2 separate regions of the Mus musculus genome follow, and region 2 is linked to region 1. The links are chromatin contacts, called in public Hi-C maps. All regions are on one chromosome and are shown on one strand. Each heading gives the region's core, a stretch centred on a gene start, on an enhancer-like site or on the middle of the called end of the contact. The rest is flanking DNA. Distances are from core to core; before and after follow the strand shown.

The links. Hi-C and Micro-C count contacts between places; a contact is called where the count stands out from the background.
Region 2: a contact with region 1 is called in a Hi-C map of pre-B cells, with 2.0 times the contacts expected there. The contact joins the promoter of Tmem108 here to the enhancer-like site in region 1. A contact is called at or near these places in 1 of 39 promoter capture datasets (macrophages), 2 of 15 datasets of contacts at CTCF or cohesin (large pre-B cells and pro-B cells), 34 of 484 Hi-C or Micro-C datasets (B cells, DN3 thymocytes, the HL-1 cell line and 17 more), 6 of 115 datasets of contacts at active chromatin or transcription factors (the SCID.adh cell line, embryonic stem cells and large pre-B cells) and 3 of 9 other capture datasets (adipose tissue, embryonic stem cells and liver).

What each region holds. Positions count from the first base shown.
Region 1 is chr9:103,704,861-103,711,104 of GRCm38.p6, forward strand. All of the region lies in intron 2 of Tmem108 (transmembrane protein 108), which reads right to left. Among named protein-coding and RNA genes, the nearest start is that of Gm46129, 13 kb to the right of the region's middle. Within about 2 kb of position 3,836, at least 55 of the 459 cell types and tissues checked have an H3K27ac peak or open chromatin away from gene starts, as enhancers often do. A contact at or near this core is called in B cells, DN3 thymocytes, the SCID.adh cell line and 5 more, where this site is marked.
Region 2 is chr9:103,758,861-103,765,104 of GRCm38.p6, forward strand. Tmem108 (transmembrane protein 108) reads right to left here and starts at 2,977. Exons shown (of 6, transcript NM_178638.4): 1 at 2,895-2,977.

The sequences.
Region 1 (6,244 bases), core at 2,586-5,085:
ATACACAGCTTTACCTTATATTTGGAAAGTCAGACTGCAGTGCCATCCCAAAGCTCAGACGATCTTAATTATCTGGGGACTATGCATCAGATGAGCAAGGAATGAGCACGTATCCATGATCCCAGCTCCACGTGTCCACGATCCCAGCTCCATGTATGTGTTCATGATCCCAGTTCCACGTGCCATGATCCCAGACCTACTCGTCAGGAAATCAGAGCCAAGCTGGGCAGCCAAGCCAGAGAAGTGAGAAAGGTCTACGGCCTGATTTCAAATCCTTCCACCCTGTGAGATACCTTAACAAGAGTTTATCAAAAATATGTTTCCTAGACCTGAGGCATTGGTCTCACCCAGGAATGTTTGGTAGGACAAATTCTGGGGGCTCTGAGGCACACTTCCTAAGTCAGGAACTCCGAGGACAACTGGGCTGTCATAATTCTGCTCAGGAGGCAGAGCCTTACCCCAACATCTGTACTCAGACAGAGTTTAGAAAAGGTCTCCTTTAATTAAAGAATCCTAGGGTCCTTCAGGCCCTGCTGGGCCACAGTTCACACCATCCTCTGGTGTCACACCATCAGATGCGGATGATCCAGCAACTGAGCATTGCTTCAGTCCCCTGGGGGTACCGACCAGTTCCCAATCCAGAAAACATCCCAAGCACGCCTATCAATGGATGTGTAACTGATGGATGGACAGCAGCAGAGGCTATAATCCTCAGAAAATAAACCAGCGCAGTTGAGGGTGGAAACAAGGCCCATGGTGGGCAGACTGGGGAGAAACACTTCCCTTCAAATATGTAGGGCTTTTTCCTTGTTGTCATGGTATCTGCTTGGTCTCAGAAGTTGTAGCTACATTCTCAAACAGCGACTATTCCTGGTGACCACTTCCCTTCCCAACCTCATCCCTACATCATCTTAGATGGCACAGGGTTTTTTTTTTTGTTTGTTTGTTTTTTATTTTTTTAAGATTCATTTTATATCTTTAACAACTATGAGCACGCATGGATTTGTGAGTGCAGGTGACTGTGGAGGTCAGAAGAGGGCGGTAGAGTGCAGTCCCTGGAGCTGGAGTTACGGGTGAGTGGATGTGAGTGGATGTGAGTGGCCCCACATGGGTGCTAGGAACCAAACTTGTGCCCTCTGTGAGAGCAGTGAAGGTCTTAGTCTCTGAGTCACCTCTTAAGCCCCATAGAGTGTGATATTCCATTATGATATCTTGGCCTCTTCAGGTTCTTCCTTCTCAGGAACTTCTTTACATGGCTATCTGATTGGAAGGAAGAAAAAGACAGGAAGAAAAACAATCCAGACAAACTAGTTAAGCATGGTTAAAAAAATAAAAGAAAGAAATTACGGCAGAAGATAAAATACAGAAGGCATGATTAATTAGTGGGTGTCAGGGGTCTATAAAGTTCCTGTCTCCACTTACCAATCCTGAAAAGAAAACCTATAATAAGTACAAACTGCAATTGCCAAAGACTACATGTGCACATTTGTAGGTGTGTGCATGCATATTCAGGCACTCCTGTGCACACGTGCATGTGCATGCGTGCACACAGAGGCACACACACAAGTTGAAGTTCTATCAGAACAAAGCATTCCTGTGATCATTAGGCAGAAGTTGCAGTTCCTGCCAAGTGCAACAACACTATCCATCATAATTTATTAAAATTTCAATTATTAAGAACATAAGGCCCACCAAACAATGTCTACAGCACAGATTTAATTATTTGTGCACTATGAATCCACTCGAGGGCAGCCTTTCTAACTTTATTTCCCTACAATTCTTCAATTTCTTGGAAATTAAAAACATCTTACAATGACAAAAATAAATGCCTTCACAGAGACTCTGGACAGAAGTTAGCAAACAAATATTTACTGTGCCTAAGAGCAGAGCATAAAGCCTCCAAGGGTCATGCTTGTCTCTCACATCTGTCCTATCCTTAAAGATGGCGTCAGCCTGTCACTCCAGAGATTCAGGCCACCTCAGTTTTGATGAAGATGTTACAATATCACATGTCTAGCCCTAACAAGAATGTATCTTCAAAGACCCCTGCCCCACCAACTCTTCCTCATTTAATAGGAATCCAATGGGAAATTCCAAGACTTGCCAAGATCAGACAGCTCTCTTGGTCTAGTAAGAGCTAGCACTTTCCTACCTAGATGCTCAACCAACGTGCTTTCCTCTGTTCTGCTCTGTCTGTGAGGTCCAGGTGGAGTCAGTCAGGTTTGAGAGTCTGTGATCTGCCCCCATGACATAGCAAGGTTGTGTTCAGAGACAAAGTTCCTGTCAATCATCAGCCCTTAGGAGGGTCAAGCAGAATATAAAAGCTATATGGCCTCCTTAGGCCACTTTCCCCAGACTTCAAATTTCCCTTCACTAACAAGGAAAGCATGCCCTCCACCCATCCACTCTTGCGAAACAGCCGAGCCTTAGAAACTATAGCTGTTTGCTGACAGAGTTCTGGAGGAGCCTTCCAAGCCTAAAGTGCTCACAGGAGCTCTCCTAAACACCTTACTAAATCAGGACCCATCACTCTTTTGGCAAGCAATGTGACGTTGAGGTCTCGCTGGCAATATAATCCCCACCCTTTCACAGCTGGGCTCTGCATAAGGAGTGGAGAGACCTTCAGATCCGAGTCTCCTGCTACATACTGTCCCTGTAATGTATGGGCCTGACTGAAATCTGACCATCACAGACTCACTCGCCATTGGTGCTCTGTCCTGGTGGTAACCTCGGATCTCTTTTGGGCACTCCTGTGAGAGTTATTAGTTCTTAGTTTATTCTGTCAGTTAAACACAGGATTGCTCTATATGGTCCAGGCTAAACTCCAACCTGCAATGCCTCTGTCTTCACCTCTCAAGTGCTGAGATTAGGATTAGAGCCCTGTGTACCATCACATCCTGCTAGAAACATCACCTGATCTTATACACTCATGGCGGCCCTGTCTGAATGCTGACACTAGGTCACTCTACACAACTCAGAGAAAGATAAAATATGATTCCTGGAACTGCAAAAAAAAAAAAAAAGTCAATATATACATTAAGGTTTTCTGGCAAAGTAGGAAAGAAATACTCAGTATTGGGGGTTGGGAGGGAAGAGTTTAATTCCTCAGGGATGGCTCTCCAGATTCAAATCACATGGAATGTGGGACACCTGTAAACACTCCAGAAGCAAGAGCCTCTCCAGGGGTCTATTTTTCTAAGCACTCTACTGCTGTAAAGCTCTCAGTGCCTCTTCATACCTACAGAATAAAACACACAGCTCCTAGGCAGGCAGGCTTGTGATTTTAGCCATCAGTTCAACACTATTTAAATAAGACTGCCCACAGTCCACACTGCATTAGCCATTGACTTAGTGTGAAATAAATCAGGCCACAGTTTTGTGACTTTAAAGAATAAACCCTGACTGTGTGACCCAGAGGCTCTGGCGGAGGGAGCTGAGGGCGGTTGAAATGAGTGGTTCCAGCTCAGGGTCTCCAGTGGGTCTCCCATGCTGTACAGAGCTGCAGCTGTCCAAAGGTAGGCCTCTGCTTTGAAAAAAATTTCCAAGAATTCCCTGAGAGGATATGTCAGTGTCTTCAAGACAAGTAGTAATGCCTGCTGTGAACCAGTTACAATTATATAGCATGGTTTCTGCACTGCTCTACTGGCCAAGAAGGTCAATGCTACTCAGCAGGGGAGGACTCTAGAAAAGGGTGTGGCCACCAAGAGGTGGGGTTCTGAGCGCCCACACTGATGCTTGTAGTTCTGCCATGTTGCTTTCTTAGTAGGTGTGCCTCTCCTCTCCCCAGCGTGAGAGCTGTCGAGAGTGGCCTCAGTCCCTGCTGCTGCAGCACTGGAATTTGGTTTCCTCCAAGCCTTGGTCTTAGCTCTCACATCTGTACCACAGCTACTCTAGTCCTGACCACAAGACGTCACTGTGAGAACCAGACGAAACCCCGTAAAGGGAAGTACTTCGTACGTTGTGATTCCGTAAACGACTTCGCAGGAAGAACACCTGTTCTCCTGCATGAATGTTTATGAAGCTGTGTGGATGGAGAGCCCAAGCTTTTCAGTCTGGTCTCTGACTACACCGGGTGTATCCTTATGCGTCCTTTGCAAATTCCACATTGGTTTACCCGGCCGGCAGTCACCCCTGAAGGGCAGACTCTTCAGAACACTGAGAATAGACAGTAAAGATTTGACTAATGGAATGCCCAGCCTTCAGAAGCAACTTCACCTTCAACTCCTCCCCAGAGAAAGAACTCCCCTGACGCCCACACTGTCCATGAACAACACACACAGAGAAGGCTGACTTCTTTCTCATGTACCCAAAGCACCTGAAGTTCGTGGCAGAGAAAACAGATTAATATTCTCAAAAGTTCTTAAGTACTAAAAGCCAAAGGCTCTAGTCTAAATGATTTTTTTTTTAAACAAATGCCTGCCTGCCCAGCTTTTTCTTCTACCTAAGAAGAAAACATTTGTTTTCTTAGGTAACTGTGTAAAACAGTTAAAACACTCTGTGTAAAACACAGAGTAACTGTGTAAAAACAGACTTCTTAATGTTTTAATATTTATTTATTGAGTTGGGGTTCACACATGCTATGGTACATGGAGGTCATAGGACAACATCCAAGGCTCAGTTCTCTCTTTCTACCATGTGGGTCTTGGGGATCAAACTTGTGTTGCACCCTTGGCCACAGGTACTACCCACGGAGCCATCTCATTGGCCAATGATGCTAAAATTCAAAACATACACACACACACACACACACACACACTTGTGTGTTCTGTTAAGTCAACTACTTAATACAGATGCAGCTGTAAAGGACCTTTGTAGACAGTTAAAGCTAAGAATGAGTTGATGTTTGAGACAGTAACATTGTCAGGGGTGTGTGTGTCCCAACACCATTATCTGAGTCCTAAAAGCAAAATTACAGATGCATGAAGGGAGGGAATCCAGGAGGCGGCAGCAGGAGGAGAGCGGGTGAGACTAAAAGCATGACAGGAACTTAGCCTACCACTGCAGGCTGGGCAGATGGAGGAGGGAAAGCAATCCAAGGAATGTGGGCAGCTTCGAGAGGAGAATGACCCTGCTGACAGCTGGCAGGAAATGAGAATCTGGGTGTCCCAAACACAAGACACCAGATGCCTCCTGCCCATCTGGTGGATCTGTAAGTATGCCTTCACTTCACCCTAGTGAAATCTGCCCATTTGTACCAAGAAGTATGAATACAGCCATCAGCATAGAATGGGATGTGTGTCTGTGAGTGCAGGCAGGAGTAGGGGGAGAAAGAGAACAAGAGACACAGAAAGAGACAGAGACACAGAGAGAAAGAGAGAGACACTGAGAGAAAGAGAGACAGAGACACAGAGACACTGAGAGAAAGAGAGATAGAGACACGGAGAGAAAGAGACACAGACAAAAGACACAGAGAGAAAGAGACACAGAGAGAAAGAGACACTGAGAGAAAGAGAGACAGAGAGACAGAGACACAGAGAGAAAGAGAGATACACAGAGAGAGACAGAGAGAAAGAGAGACAGAGAGACAGAGACAGATAGACAGACAGACAGAGAGAGACAGAAACACAGACCTACATATTTCTACATCATAAAGAAGCCTCCATTCGAAACAAGGACTGAACTGAAGAACTGGGCAAGTACCGTCTGTCTACACAATGGTTGGTGTATGGCCTTCTGAGATCATCATACCCAGGTGCTGGCCTCATGCGCCCTTTCTTCCTGTCCCCACGTGTTATCAATGCAAATGGCAGCTTCCCAGGTGACCAGAACCTGATTTCTCAGTAAGCCAGGAAGGATCACAGCTACTCATGTGATAATGTTACCTTTTCTACGCTTTTAATCGGGCCACTCCAGCCACCTCAGCCTCAGAACATTAGTCCTGAGCTCCTGACTGGATGATACTCTGCTGTCTCTGCTACTAGATTCTTAGCCTTTTATCTTTTGCTTGCTGTACCGTTAACAAACTCACTCTCTCAAAACCGGTATGACAGCTACCCACGGGTCATTCTCCAGCCATACAGAACAATATTCTAGTTAAGGTAGGCAGATTTACCCCCCACAGTATCAGTGTATGAATGAACTGATAACAATTCAACTGGACTGTTAGCATTACAACACCTGCACAAGGTTGGGCTCTGGGGGGGCGGGGGGGTTCATGAGGCCCCTCCCATTGCTGAAGAAATATAGATAAGTGGTGGATGGGGGAGGGGCTAATTACTTTCCTCAGTGGTACAGTCACTGGTCA
Region 2 (6,244 bases), core at 1,727-4,226, 53 kb after region 1:
AGGAGGAGAGGAAGAGGGGAAGGGAGAGGGAGAGGGAAAGGGAGTGGGGAGAGGGAGAGAGAGAAAGAAAAGAAATCCTCACCCCACTCTATTCCTATATTATATAAAAAGTTACATGCTTAGAACATCATCATCATCACCATCACCATCGTCGTCGTCGTCGTCAGGATTGTCACTTTTACCTGGGCGATAACAGCCTATCAAAACCCACACCAAATCCACACTGCTGCTGATAGTTCCATAGCCAGCCTCTTCAGGAATTCCCAGAGGCAAGAGTGCCATCTACTGGCAGGGAGGGTACAACTTGTTTGACGGAAACCTGTAGGTGGCAGGAGATAAGGACTGGAAAGACAGGCATCCGTATTTTTGTCTTAGTGGGGCTCTTCTTTTCCACAGTGCATCACAGGTATAACTGACACGGCCTGAGACCCATACGCTCTGCAGGAGCCTCTGTCACATGAGCATGGTCCTCTGAAGGCCAGCCAGGCTAGCCGATAACGAGAAGCTCTGCCTGGACAACATCACTCCATCAAGCAGCAGAGCCTGGCTGAATTCAGTCATCCCTGGCTCTCCTTTCCACCAACACATGAGCTTACCCAGAACCCCACCTGTGGCGGTGTAAGCCAGCTTTATCTTATAGTGCACACCCTACGGAATTCTCCCAGGCACCGGCCATCGTGAAGGCTCTTATATTTATACAACGTGACACAGATCCTCCTCAAAGGGCATGGCTGCTTAGACACGCAGGTCTGACTATAATCTCTCTCCTTAGTCCGTGACTAAGAGGACAGAAACAACAGAGAGAATTCTGTGGCCGTCTTGAAAGCAGAAGTGAGGGGCTTTTGTTGAATCAGAGGATAAAGCCCACGTCTGACAAGTCAAAGAGGTCCACTGCATACCTCACATTGAACTATGCCTGCTGATTTTTCTGTTGGTCGTTTAGACCTTAAGCAGAGTTTTTTTTTTTTTCAGCCTCTTTGAAACAGCTGAACCCGATTCTACCAGCTAAAGCACACGTCAATGCCTTCTGTGTATCTTATATGAAGATTACATGCAAAATGACATCTCTTCTCTAAAAGCAGAAAATGTGTGCTTTTCTCAAACCATGCCACCACCTCCTTCGTCCTCAACATTCCTCTCCCATCCCCAGTGCATATCAGCTTCCATATTTAAGTTGTCCCCACTAATTTGCTGTGTTTCCGTCTGTCAGATAAGAACCTTTATTGCGCTTTAGTGGGGTCAGCTGTGGTGTTCCCACTGTGCCTCACAGCAGATTCCGTTCTACGCTCATCTCAGGAAACCACCATAAGTTTACTCCGTGCTGTGCTGCTGAGAGTCCCGAGTTTGATTCCTGTAGTCTAACAAATGGAAGGGGTGCCTTCTCAAAACAACAGAACAAAAACAACAAAATGTTTGCTTTTCTTTTTTTAAACTTGCCCAATGAATTGAAATTTTCAGCAAGTAAAATGAATATTGTGTAATTCAATAAATTAAATTGAGTATTTTGCTGGCACAAGGTATGCTTGTTTTAGATGCCTAAGAAAAAAGCAACTTCACACGAGGGAAGAAGGGGCCTTACAGTAGGATCAGAATGTCCCCAGAGAGTCGGGCAGAGACTGAGTCACCTTAAGTTCTGAATGGGTGACACGGAAACTCTGGCAATTGGCTGAACCAGTTTTTACAAAGCCAGGTGCATCAGATTAGTTAACCCGCGGAAAACTCATGGGATCTTTCAAGTTTCACGTCTTTTAGACGCCTCGCATGTCATTGCTACTGTGTTTGGGGACACTCCCCAAGAACCTGCCTTTTAAGCACCATTTTAAACTCTTGGACACACCCTCCCTCTTCTAAAGGATTCTAGGGAGATTTCCTCCCCCCACACCCCATCTCTTTGGCAGTCAAATGGTCTTTAAATAAATAATAAAAAAAACCCATACACTTTAGCAAAGATTTACAAAGTGCATCTTAGACCCTACCTCCCCTCTCCCTCTGTTGCTTGCCCTCCTGACAGACTGAAACTAAGTACCCTCTTGAATAGACCTAGAAAGTCACAGAACCCACCCCCACCCCGCGTCTTCTATCTTCTTGAAGAAGCCTCTCAGTGCACTGTCTGGTCTGCAGTTCACTGCAGGCAAATTCCCTCACTATTTCCCAGTCACCAGTTACACTGTCTCTGGAAACCGGTTTTTGTGACCTGCTCTATCTAATTGTTTTAAAGGGAAAAATATTTAAGGTTTGTAACGCATCTCTGGATTCTCTCCGTAGGTTCCGAGCATTGTATTTCGGTGAAGTCTGGGGTGAGGGCAGGCTCGAGGTCCAGCGGACAGACAGGGTAGCCTTCCCCAGGGCACCCTTTTCCAGGCAGCACAGGCTCGGTTCCCCCACGATGCTCGCTCCCGCATCGAGGCAGAAGAATCATCAGCTGCGCTATGAATTCCGCTTCTCTCGCAGTCACCGGATTAGTTCGGGTCTCAAGGGCTCGAACCAAAGTGACACTACCCTCTCCCCGACCCTTTCGTTCTCCTATGCGACAGGTCCCACTGCATGGAAGCCACCTTCTGCCCAGACCCAGTCCAGCGCCCGTGGCGCCCTCGCAGCGCCTCAGGAGCCCTTCCCCTGGGGAGGGGACCGGTGGCAGCATCCCTCCGGGGCGGGAAACAAAGGCCGAGGCGAGGCGACCAGGTGGGCAAGCCTCTTCGGGCACAGCCGCGGTGACCGCGGGGAGGATGGCGAGATGTATCAGAGGGTGGGAAAAGGGAAACCAAGGCTCGGAGACTAGCGAATGCTTGGGCTGCATCCTCCCTAGTGCAGGGCTCCCGGGGCAGGCGAACCCAGAGCCATCCCCCGCCGCTCCCTGGGACCCGGCATCAGAGGGACCGCCCCACTCCGCTCACCTCGGGAGAAGCGCTCCGGCTCCCTCCGACGGCTCCGGAGAAAGCCCCGCCGCTCGCGCTCGCGCACGCGCACTCGCGCCTTCGCCCCTCCGGCCCCCGCGGGCGCCCCTCCGACCGGGCTCTGGCCCGCCCCGGCCCTGTCCGTCAGCGTCCGCGAGAACCAATCGTGTCGCGTGGACAGCCCAGCGCTGGTCACGTGGCCTCACAAGCCAATCACCAAATTGCCCTCGGCAAGCGCCTGGCTCCGATGTCCCCGGGGGTTCGGTTGCTACCTAGTAGAGCGGGTGCGAGGCGGGCACAAAGGGCTGAGTCCCTTATTTCCGCGGATGAGTGGCGTCCAGTTGGCCAATTCCTACATCTAGTTATTTCTTAGATCCTAGCTTAAATAAGAATCACCTGGGAGTCTAGTTAAAGTCTGGGGTGTAAGCTCGAGAATCTGCATTTCTTACAAGTCCCCAAGTAGTGATGAACCTTCTCTTGGTCCAAGGCCATGCTTTAAGGAGCACTGTCAAAAAATGATGTGGCTAGCCCCTGCCCCGTTTATTTGTAAGTTTCACGACCTTTCTTGCCCTTCAGTGTTGAAGAGCATTCAGACGTGTGGTGAAGTGATGAGACCTAGAGTTTGAACAGCAGCTGAGGAAAGGGTATGGAGTATACCTGGGCCAACTTTATGTGTATGTGGAACAGACTGAGTAGAGACAAATGAGAACACTCCGTGCTAAAGTGCTCACACGTGTGGCTCAGTATCACTATGCGAGACTTGACCAGATACGAGAGAAACCATCCAAGTGGTTCCAGCCTTGTAGAATCTCAACAGCCTGTAATAAGACTTTACGTTTGAATTTTAAAACAATGTTTTAAAATAGCAGTCCTTAGCCTATCTGTCGCGACCCCGTTAAGGACCATGGCTACATATATTTTTATGTTATAACTCATATCAGTAGCAAAATTACAGTTATAAAGTAGGAAAACAATTTTATGGTGGGGGGGGGGGTCACCACAATATGAGGAACCATGTTAAAGGGTCGCAGCATGAGGAAGGTTGAGAACCACTGTTCTAAAAGGATGGAGATGTAAGTAACTAACGCTTTGGACAATTTAGGTATAAAATGCAGAGCTTGAAACGTAGTTTCCCTTGAGGGTTTTTAAAGTTATCTAAATAATCCTTTGTTGCTAAGTCAGATAACCAATGCCTCTGCATCCTCAAACTTGAGATGGACATTTTTTAGACTAGACAACTAACAGGTTTGCTGTCCAGTATTGCCAAGTTTATTATTCAACAATGTTTCAGGATAGTTCAAGAGCACATACACACACATACACACACACAGAGACACACACACATACATACACACACTGTCTCCCTATGTAGTTGAGGCTGGCCTGGAATTTATGACCCTCTCTCAGTGTTCCAAGTGCTGGGATGCTGGGCATGCTGTACCATGCCCAACTCTCAAGAGCCTTCAATATTAAGCTTTCTAAATCCTCCTTCTACCAGCATTCCTGGCCAAAAGATAGGAACACGTGCCAAGTCATTTTATTTTACTCTTCATGGAGGTGATCAAGCTGTCACCTAGGGGACTTCTGCCTTTGTCTGCATGTCAGGTGCCTCTGGCTTCTCAGCCAGGAGTGAGACCCACTTAACAGTCTCAGGCATCATTCATTGGACTTCTCCTATCAGAGGTCACCTAGCTCAAAATGCAGAGTTTCAGGCCACCCTGAGCCTACACAACAATAGTCCAGCGGTCCTGGACAGAGCGGTTCTGGACAGAGAGGAGTAGGAAGATGCCTAAGCAAGAGAAGTAGGCCTCCAAGATTCTTCTGCAGTCTGGAAACCATGTTTCCTAGCATGATTTGCATGTTACATAGTTTCTCAGAAACAAGCTGAGACCAAGCAGCTGGGAGAGTCTGACCAGATCTGACCAGAATGATGCACATTCCATAAGCTCAGCGGTTGCTGAGAATACTTGTAAAAGCCGCTACATTTATGAAGTTTGGCCCTTTGTTTTGTACTTGAGACAGTGTCTCAAGCCGTCCAGGCTGGCCTTCAACTTTCTTATGTAGCTGAGGATGACCTTGAACCCCTGAGCCTCCTGCCTCTACCTCCTAAGTGCTGGGATTACAGCCCGAGCCAATTAAATCCATCTTAGGCTCATTTTTTAACAAGGAAAAATAACAACTCGAGATCATAAATCATTAATGACACCAGCATGCTGTAAACAGAGGGAAGTTTCCACGTAGTTTGTGAAAATAGATTTTCCAAGGCCAAAAATAACTCATAGGTAACGAATACCACCAAGGCTATTGAATGGAACAAATTGAGATGTTAAGTCTACAACCAGGCGTAATTTCGGTGAGATGACTACATATTTTGGAAAGCGCCTATTACCTCTTGTCAACCACACCAAATTGGTTGGCTCTCTAGTGATAATGCCACCTGTTTGATGCCTTTAACTGAAAAATCCTCTCTTTGGGATATACAGAGAGTTTTGTCTCCAAGGCTTTCCCCCAAAGTATGCATCAAATACCACCTAAAACGCAGATGCCCAGCAAGAACTTCCTCCAGCTCGTATACAAATTCTGAACCCAGTAGTGGTTAAATTTGAGTCCAGACTGTCCCTCCAGATACGGATAATCAGCAGACAAGCGTGCCTTCAACTCAAACAGCTGTGCTATTCACGTAACTTGCTGTACTAGCTAAATAAGGGAGCCGAGTCTATTTTAAAGACTTCTCAATTCTCTTCACTGGGCCTTTATCAAATGCTGTTACTTTGTGTAGTGAGGTGACTAGTACCAGAGTCTTTGAGAATGGTTGTCCCCCAGTTAATCTGTGGAATGGTCTTTGCCACAGTAGTGACTGACCTAGTTCTTAGGCGAGTCAGAGGTCCCCTCAGAACACTCAGCAGCCATCTTGCTAGTAATGGACTTTATTTGCAGTACCAGAACCACAGACGCCCCGAGTGTGAGCCTGCAAACCAGCTTCCCCCCTCTGACGCTTTAAAAATATATTTCACAGCAACCAAGTGGGAGAGGAATTTTCTCACCCTTGTAAACTTGTAGCTTTATTTATTGGGGGGAAATAAGGACAGTTATAACAGATATTTAACTACCATGACTGATGTAAACTTTTAACTGTAGAAAAGAATTTACTTCCTCCCTGTGAGTGTCATCATTATTAAAAGAGGTGCAAGAAAGCAAAAGGATCCTTGCTTGGGGATGTGAATTTGAAAAGAGAAGGAGAGAGAGAGAAAGACAGAGAGGGAGAGAGAGGGGAGAGAGAGAGAGGGAGGGAGAGGGAGAGAGAGAGAGAATATGAATCCACACTGCCATCCACTTTCCATTCCTCACCC